2 separate regions of the Arachis hypogaea genome follow, and region 2 is linked to region 1. Evidence: chromatin contacts called from public Hi-C data. All regions are on one chromosome and are shown on one strand. Each heading gives the region's core, a stretch centred on a gene start, on an enhancer-like site or on the middle of the called end of the contact. The rest is flanking DNA. Distances are from core to core; before and after follow the strand shown. Region 1 overlaps LOC112754863 (5'-adenylylsulfate reductase-like 5). Region 2 has its middle 37 kb from the start of LOC112759020.

Region 1 (5,078 bases), core at 1,834-4,333:
ATCATCATTCATCAGCAGTTAGGTTCGTCCTTTCTGTTCTGTGCTACCTCTGCTTCCTTTTGGTCAAGGGCAATGGCATGAATATTAAACTGAAATTCAGCAGTAAAAAAAATAAAAATAAAAACATAAGTTGCTTTCCATTTGTGTCCTCATGTATTTTTGTCCCCTGCAGCTTATATTCAAAATATGGAATCCATAGCCTGCCTGCTATCTTACTGGTGAACCAGTCTTGTAGGGTGAGATATCGTGGTCCGCACAATATTAAAACCCTTGTAGAATTTTATGAGAGAAACACAGGTAATCATCTTCTGAATCTTGCTCATAAATTTGTGAAGTTCTAATGAAATTTTAAAAAATCACCATTTTTTATATCTTGGACATTAGTGTATATATACCCGGGAATTGATTCTTTTCCGGAGACAAATTACAATGACTGATAATAAACTTATGATCTGTTTGCCTACCCTCAGGATTTGAAGCAAATCTTAACATTGTTATACATCAACTAAGCAGCTTAATGAGAGATGAGCATTCGACAATGAAGTCTTTAGTTGGTGTGTCGCTTAAAGAAATATCGAGCAGGGAACCTTACTTAGTGTTCTCGGTATTGTTTCTATGCTTGAGGATGCTCCTCTTTGTGTTTCCCAAGATCATATCACACCTCCAAGCATTCTGGAATTCGTATGCTCCTCATCTCAACTTGCAAATATTCAGTGAGACAAGCCAAGTGATGATGGGACGTGTTCGCAACGTGGTTGATGTCAGGAGGATATGGAACAAGTTACGATTATGCAAGACCAGGAACTTTCATGAGAGGGCGAGGAGCGCCAAGGCCTGGGCTTCTTCTCTGGCTTCTGTTTCATTGGGAGAGTCGGCATCCTCCGCCAGGTGATAATCTCAGAATCTAACCAAATCTTGTTCTAGTTGAAAAAGTAGTGTAGAGTTTGTCAGATAATAGCCTCAAGCTGCGGTTGGAGCTTGGGAGCACATAGATCATCTTCTCTCTTAATTTGTATTATTAGGTAAAAAATTTGTGTTAATTTTTAAGTCGAATTTTGGGAGGAAGCAAACAGGATGTAAATGGGAGAACAAGTTTCCTTTTTTGTAAATTGGTTGTGTCTGAATGGAACTATCTATACACACATTCCCTAAGCCTTTTAGACATAGCATAACATTTTGGTATTGTGCCCTAATAATATGCTAAACTATCTAGCTGAATTGGCATAGTGACAAGAAATGTGCATTAGAGAGAAATTTGAAATAGCAAGCACTTCAATTATCGTGGAATCTCGTTTCAACTGATTTAGATATGCAAAGAAAACATTATTAGGATAAATAGATCTGGTACAGGGTATTTCAGTAGTTAGAAATAGGAGACAAATCACAGTAAAACTATTAAAATAAATTTAGACGCTAATTCTCTAAATGTAAATATGATTTACTATTATAGTTGATTCTGTCACAAGGCATAGTAGTAGTTGTTCATGGTGACAGAGAAGTTGATGTCATCCCAATTGGAATATTTCATCCTTGATTATTATGTTCGGCTTGATGAGCTATATACCTTTAGCCTTCAAGGAAAAACATAACTTTTCATCCATGTAATATATACCTGGATTGCAGAACCATTATATTCACATAAGATGATGATATTTGGTATTTATAAGAAGTTTGATTATGTTGCTTTGAAAATGTTTGATTTTGTTATAATTTTTTTTTTTAAATTTTGCTTTCATAAAATATTTGTTTGTTGAAGAAGTATAAGGAGATAATTTTTTTATAGCTAATTTTAACCAATTTTTTCCTTTTTCTTTTTTAAATGACTTTTTTTATTTACATTCTCTTTTATCCACATTTATCATAATATGACTTCAATTCCAAACATGCATGACTCATCTCTATTATGGCTTCCAACAAAATTATAAAGTAAGCTGATATTGGATGATAAATAGTTATTCTTTAGTTAGATTTTTTATAATTTTGATGGTTGATAATTTAATTTAAAAAATTTGTAAAATAATATATATATATATATATATATATATATATATATATATATATATATATATATATATATATATATGACTAATTTTTAGTGTTTGTATAGAGTTTTGACTAACATATTTAAGTCTTTCTATAATATAATTTCAACGTTTTAAACAAACACATCTAGAGTCTTCTTCGTTGAACTGTCGTTTGCCATAATTTGGAGCGGGCCTCTTTATGAGCGGATTGATGACCATCAACACCTTTTTTTTATTATTTTTTATTTTCTGAAAAGATTTTAAAATTATTATAATAACGAAAAGAAGCAATATATTTTAGGAAGTTTATCACCTGTTTCATGGAATGGAGGTGGAATTTTGTTTGTTCCAATCGAAGTAGCCGTGCAGATTTAATATAAAAAAAAAAATAAAGTGACAATTAAGTTTCTGAAGATTTCGATCTTAGATTAATTTGTTTTTAAAAATAAAAAAATACTAATTTGATTCTCTATAATAGCAAATAGTTGAGATGGGATGTTCTTCTATTAATTTTTTATGTAAAATTTAAGCGTGGTGCTTATGTGTACCGTTAACTACTGTGACGAGTTTATTTATAAAATATTGTCATGTAGATAATAATTTTTGGAGTGAAATTTTACATGTTTTAATAGAATTCATAATAAATAGAGAGCAGTTGATAAATGTTATATAAAAACTCAAAAGATAATAAATATTTCATTGTCCAAAAATTATATCGTTTTCATGCTCATATGACAGCAATGGGACAAACACCACTATAAATAATAAAATACATAAACAACTTTATTTCGTTTCGATAGAAAGACATATATATCCACCATTTACTATTGCAAATAATCTAATTAATATTTTTTTAAAAATTAATTAGTTTGAGGTCGAAATCTTCAAAGATCTCATTGTCATTTTACTTTATAAAAAATGTGAATGGTGTTGATGGGGGTGAAAGGAATGTGTTGTGAACAACTAGACAAATAGTGACACGATGGGCAAGGACCCAATTGGTCCCTGGTGCCTATGGGGAAGATTTGAATGTTCGCTTTGTTGACAAGCTTGCACAAGCTAGTTAAATTGAGTTTGTGTAAAGGGTGGTTAGAATGGTGATCCGTTGTTAGGTTGAAGAGTTAATTGAATGGGTTTGCTGATGTAAGTTTTTTTGTTTGTGTTGGGAATTAATGGATCGAATACTACTTTATGTATTGATGCATTGTGTTTTCTTAGGTTGCCACTTGTCATTCAATTAGGATATATATTTGTCCAACAAAGGAAACTACACATGTCAATCAAAGACCGTTACTCATATCTATTATATATTAAATTAGCAAGATTTCTGTGCATACCTGCGAGTAAGTGATTGAGTTTGAGCAATTAATAACAAAGATATATAAGAGAAACACATAGAAATTGAATAATGATATGTTTGTCATGTATGTTTATTAAACTTAGAAATATGATGACAATGATGTAAATAATAATTCTGGATCATGTATTAACTAAACATGGTTAATTAATATAAATACATGACAAGAGAAGGAAGATTGATTGTTGAAGCAAAAGTGCACATTTTTCATTCTAGAATTTGATAGTTGTGCTGCAATAAACAGCATAAATACTAAGTGAATTTGCAAATTAATAATATGTGCAACATATAGATATAATGATAAGGATAAAATTTGGTAAAATTTTAAAAAGAAAATGTTGAGACATAAATAAGTAAGAAATAGTTAAAGAAATAATTCAAAGGAATTGAGAATATGATCTTTACCTATTGTATGTGACACAATATGCTAAAATTAAATATTTCTGAAAAACTTCATGATAAACGACATTGTTGGTTTCAGTGTAATTGTTTGAATTGTCATGAGAAATAACAATCTTCAGTTCGTATTTCTCAGTAACTCTTGAGACTGCAACATATAGTTGGTCATATGTGAATACTGGCTGTTTAAGTAATAACCCAACATAATCCAATGATTGTCCTTGACTTTTATTTATAGTCATGGCATATGAGAGCATCAAAGGAAATTGCCTTCGTTGAAACTTAAATGGAGTTTTGTATCCAAAGGAGTTAATGTCATCCTAGGTATGAAAACCTTTTCACTAATGTTAGATCCTAATAAGACTTTTGCTTCGATAACTTTATTGCCAAGCCTTGTGATAACTAATTTAGTACTATTACAAAAGCCTACTGAATGATCAATATTTTTAATAAGCATCACAGGACAGTCTTACCTAAAGCAAAGTTCATGATTTAGAAGTCTGGGAGATTCAATAGTTGCCAAAAGTTCTGGAGTTTGCATTGATGCCAAACTGTCTGTTGCTCCTTCTTTAAAAGAAGGTAAATCAGAGCTGAGATAAACTTTTTTTTCATTTTCATTTAAAGCTAGTATATAATCATTAACTTGTTTAACAACGTTGATTGTTGGAGCCAAAATAGCATGGCCATGCAAATTCCTGAACTCCATGGGATCCTTTAGGTAGTCACTATATATAGCTTCAACAATTGCATGAATTGGGTCATCAAAATTTGTAATTAAGAGTTCAGGTGGTATAGGGACTACACTGTATCCATCTTCTGAATGAGCAAGCTTTTCATCTCCTAAATCAAGGATCCATTGTGCAAATTCTTTTCATTCTCTAACACTTTCATCTTCTATTGAAGACCTTAATCTCATATTCTGAGTTAAAGTTAGTAACTTGCATTTATTCCATAGATAAGAGGAATTAATCGATGCATTAACAATATCTTGTCTAGATCCCTTTGTTATCACTAGGAGGATTTGCCTAAAATCACCACCAAAGACGACTGTTTTTTCCCTAAATGGCAACAGTAAACTTGAATGGTTTGTGTGCTGAAGTAAATCTCTCATAGTTCGATCTAGTGTTTCAAAGCAAAATTTATTCATCATTGGTTCTTCATCCCAAATAATAAGTTTAGTTGCCAAAATTAACTCAACTAGTGGGCTTCCTTGTTTTATATTACAGGTGAAATATTCATCAGGAGTCAGGGGGATTGCAAACCTAGAATAAGCTGTTCTTCCTTTAGGTAGCAAGAAC
Region 2 (5,078 bases), core at 804-3,303, 130 kb after region 1:
ATTATTATTATTATTATTATTATTAATTGATATCAATATCAATTTTTCACCATTAATGTATGTATCAATTCGTCATTAATTATGCTTGATTAAAAATAATAACTGAAAAATAATAATTAAAAAATATTAATAATTGACAATTAGTATTATATAATTAATATAATAATTTAATAATTAATATTAATATTCTTATTGATAATTAATTTAATAATACATTAAATATTAATTTTATATAATTATAATAAATATATTTTCTTAAATTGGTATAATTATGCTTTTTTTATTAAATACTAATTGTAATATAATTATAATAAAAATATTTTTATAAAATAAATTTAGAAGAGAAAATAGTACATTTATTTTGGAGGAAAAAAACTCACGAGGAGACACCTTACCTTCATTAGTTGGGAAAAAAACTCAGTTTTAGTATATTAAGTAAATAGAATTTTAATAATAATACACAGGTAATTGAAATAGTTTATATACGGATTTTTCAAGTTATTATTATTATTATTATTATTATTATTATTATTATTATTATTATTATTATTATTATTGGATAATGAATAAGAATTAGAATTATATCAATATTTTTAAAATCAATAAAATTTAAATAACTAAAAATATTTAAAATCAATGTGCGTTATTAATATTATAAGATTTGATTATTTTATGATTATAATCAAATATTCTTATCATGATTACCACGACTGGTGCAATTATCATATCATTATCATATATTATTATTATTATTATTATTATTATTATTATTATTATTATTATGATTAAATGTATTTTCAATTGATAATTGATAAGTAGTTTAATAATGCATTAAATATTGATTTGATATAATTATAATGAAAATATATTTCTAAATTAGTATAATTATGTATTATTCATTAAATATTAATTATAATATAATTATAATAAAGATATTTTTTATAAAATAATTTAGAATAGAGAATAGTGTATTCATTTTGGAGGGAAACGGAATCACGAGGGATCGATACCTCACCTTCATTAGTTGGGGAAAAACCCAATTTTAGTATATTAAATATATTTGAAATAAAATGTAAACATTGAGGGAAAATATAATATTTACTATTTGGTAACTTTTTATAAAGAAAATTCATATTGATAATATTTTTAAAAATTTATCTTTTTAATATAATAATATTTTTAGTTAAAAATATAAATTATAGTAAGTATTAGATATTTTTGTTAATAAATTATATAATAATATTTTTCGAAATATATTATTTTTACTATATAAAAATAATTCAATACTTTTAAAAATTCTTTTATATAATTTACTAACAAGAATATAAATATTTAGTTACCTAACTGTACATAGGAGGATCCACGCTTATGAATAATTCGATTATGTGACCAAAATCGATTCGATCTAATTATATTGATTTTGTAATTGACAAGTAATTGGATGCAATCGAAAAATAGATATGAAAAAGATAGATAGAAAGTGCACAAAACGAATACGGGTTGAATCCAAATTCCAGAAGCAACTGGTTTCAAGAACTATTTAAATCATACCATAATGCAATACCGAAGGAAAAAATCATACCATAATGTATTTTGCTAAAAACTAGTAGCAGCAAATTAAGCATCTAATTAGTCCATTTTCATTACAATCATGAATCAGGGCAGGGGTTCACAATCACCATTTTTCTTCATCATCATTGTATCAGCACATGCTTCACACACTTCTCTCACATCACCATTATTATTCTCATCATTATTCTTACACCGCTGAAGTAATTTCTTAAGCTTCCCATCTTCTTGCATTCTTAAACTACTTAGTGAGAATTTGAAAATTTACCCAAACGGCTAACATTCTAAAATTAAGAACAGAGCTCAATAATGGAAACAATGTTTTAGATCTGAAAAAGTTGAGTGCACGCATGCAGGGTGATATAGAAGACAAATTGAAAGAGAGAATTCATTGGGGTCCTTGAAAAGAAGGAAGGAAGCCCGTCCAGCGGTTGAAAAGGACCACCGTCGGCGACTCGGCGGCGGTGTTGTCTCCGGTGGCTCCTGTGTTTCCGAGGTCGCTACACGTGAAGACTTTGCTAGAGTGGGCTTCTCATAACTTTGTTTTTTTTTTTTTTTTGACATTCTCATAACCTTGGTTACATCACCAATTTCTTGTTGAATTTTTGGCTCTTCTGTAATCCAGCCCAACAACATTTTTTCGTCACACTTTAAAAATAAAAAGTCAAAACCCTTCCAAAACGGACTTTTACATCGGTGCAAAAGCTTGACTTTTCCACCGTAGTGTTAGCCATGGTATTATAGGAGTTTTAAAATTTTATAGGCATGGTATATATATATATATATATATATAAAGTATTTTTTAGATAAATATAGTGATATTTTGATGTTTTATTAATATTAAAATATAATTTTTTTTAATTATTTATGTTTTTTTAATTATATAAATTATTTTTTATTTTAATAAATAATAATATATATTATTTCTAAACTCATTTCTAGAATACATATTAAGAATAACATTGAATACGCTGACACTTGATAGTATTTAGGTGTGTTCAATCGTATTAGAAATTTTTTTATTTTTTATTAAAATACGGTTGAATACAACAAATATGTATATCGAGTCCAAAATATATACCACATATAGACACAATAACTCAATAAAATATTTGTATTTCATAGCTTCTATCAATATTAACAAGACTACTATTCTACCATTCTACCATACAAAAAAGTGAATAACACATTAACACTTATACATTATACCTTAAAGTATTCGTATATCAAAATATAAGATGTTTGTTCTTCGTCATTCATGACAAATGTCTATAACATAAGAAATTTAGTCATATCATACTCATGTAAACTTATATTTTAACTATCTTAGAAAGAACTATTGAAAGATTTTTGTAAAATCTCTCTAAAAGAAGATTCTACATGTTATTTCTGTGAAAAAAAAAACTATTTAGATCTGAGATAGTATTTTTGAGCTTAAGAGTTGATAATGATCTTGATTTTTATTTCGTTGGTAATTAAACCAGGAAGACAACTTGTAAAAACATTTTGGTACTTAAGTTAGTGAGTATTTTTAGGTGATCATTCAAAGTGTGTACCCTTCATTATTTCCTTTTTGCTTTATAATATTTTTAAGACGTTATTACATGATAATTTTCCGACTTCAATTATGCGATTTGGTTGTTAGGAAATTATTTAATTTTTTAATTTATTTGTAGGCAATACATATATTAATTATAATCACAAATTATGTTATTTTAGATTAAATGACTTATATATATAATGATCTCATTTATTGTTATAAATGTTAAATTGAATAAGTCATAATTACTTTTGATTTGGAATTAAATGAGAATAAAACCAAATATTATCTTTTTGATTTGGATTCTCTAAAGTTTGAATTTCACTTTAGAGAGTAAATTATAATCTCAGCTCTCACCATTTATTTTATAGGTGGGACCAAAAATAAATATGAGAGAGAAATCATTTAAAGGTAAAAGATTACACTTTATCCTCTAAAGTACAAATTTGAAATTTAGAGGATCCAAATTCTTATCTTTTGGACTTTAGATATATTATCTTTTGGATTTCAGATATATTATCTTTTGGACTTTAGATACTATTTTTATTTGGGCTTTAGAATTTAATAGGTACCACGCTCAAATATAAATAATGACTTCAAAGTTTTGGTCCTCAACATACCAAAACTGGCTTTGTCGCTCTTTCTCCATCAGAAGAGTCACAATTCAGCCCTATTAGGGATACAGAAGACTTTGATTAAGGAAAGATTAAAAGAATCACAAAACTAAAACGATCCTTCCATCAATTTCTTATTTCTTTAAGTAAAGATACACTTTCGCATTATGATATTTTTTGGTAATTTAATATAAATAATTTAAATTAATAAAATAATTTATTTAAATAAGTGGTATCAGAACCATCTATAATTTAATCATAAAAAATATTCAGTTTTATTTTATTGAATCAATATATGAATCGATGTATATATGTGTTCCTTACATTATGATATTTTGGATATATAGGAATATACATATATGTGTATTATATATAAATTTAGTATTGTTCCACAATGGATATTATTATTGCCATTATTGTTATTGTGGCCAACACTTAACCATCAAAAGAAAAGTGAGTGATCTTCCACCATTAAATATAATTTCACACCATTAAAAATACTATTAATGACCAATTGATGGTTACAAAACACAAAAGTTGCTGGCCCCTAGCACTCCTCTCTATATATTGTTGTATGCTTGAAATGATAAAATATAAGCATGTTTTGGTTATTTTATTTTATATATATATAATTGATACTCATAAAATTAATGATTTAGTTTAAAATATTAATAAAATATTGCTGAATTTTAATTGTTTAAAGATTGAAATTGTGTGTGTCATTAATTTGGTGTAAAGTTAATTGATTATCTTTTTGGAATCTAAGAATTATTATGTATATGTTACTTATGCGAATATTAATCTGTCCAAAGGAAGATTTATATTTGGCCAAGTTATGTGTACACACTAATAATATTTGAGTAATAGAAAATAATGTTCATTATTTATGCAAACAGTAATCGGCCCAAAGAAAGTTTATTATTTGGCTAAATAATAAGCATTACACACTTTTGTTTATTTTCTAATAATTATACGATAAATAATTGGCCCAAAGGAAGGTTATTGTTTGGCCAATTAATAGAAAATATATGCAGTAATATAGGTTGTGAAGTTTAAGTTTCCATGTGCGCATGCAGTCGGTCCAAATAAAGACTTAATGTGTGACAGGAATTTTGACAATATTTGATTACTGTAATGAGAGTATCACTTACAGTTAATTTTTCTATCCAAATATTGAAAATTAATGTTGTTCTAGATATCTCAATATGGATTTTTTTCCATTATTTAACTAATGTTTACTGCATATTTTTTGTTCTAATACAGAAACTATGGTTTGGGCTACCAATGTTTCTGCACAAATTAGTAATATTTCTATGCTGAATGGTTCAAACTTTAAGGTTTGGAAGGATACCGTG

Evidence for each region. Hi-C and Micro-C count contacts between places; a contact is called where the count stands out from the background.
Region 2: a contact with region 1 is called in a Hi-C map of leaf, with 2.5 times the contacts expected there. The contact joins two enhancer-like sites. A contact is called at or near these places in 2 of 8 Hi-C or Micro-C datasets (both in leaf).

The regions. Positions count from the first base shown.
Region 1 is chr16:124,672,923-124,678,000 of arahy.Tifrunner.gnm2.J5K5, forward strand. LOC112754863 (5'-adenylylsulfate reductase-like 5) reads left to right here. Exons shown (of 4, transcript XM_025802658.2): 3 at 173-297; 4 at 471-1,144. The coding sequence ends at 892. Among protein-coding and RNA genes, the nearest start is that of LOC112754863, 8.0 kb to the left of the region's middle. Within about 2 kb of position 3,084, at least 1 of the 3 cell types and tissues checked has open chromatin away from gene starts, as enhancers often do.
Region 2 is chr16:124,804,803-124,809,880 of arahy.Tifrunner.gnm2.J5K5, forward strand. No RefSeq gene overlaps it. Among protein-coding and RNA genes, the nearest start is that of LOC112759020, 37 kb to the right of the region's middle. Within about 2 kb of position 2,054, at least 1 of the 3 cell types and tissues checked has open chromatin away from gene starts, as enhancers often do.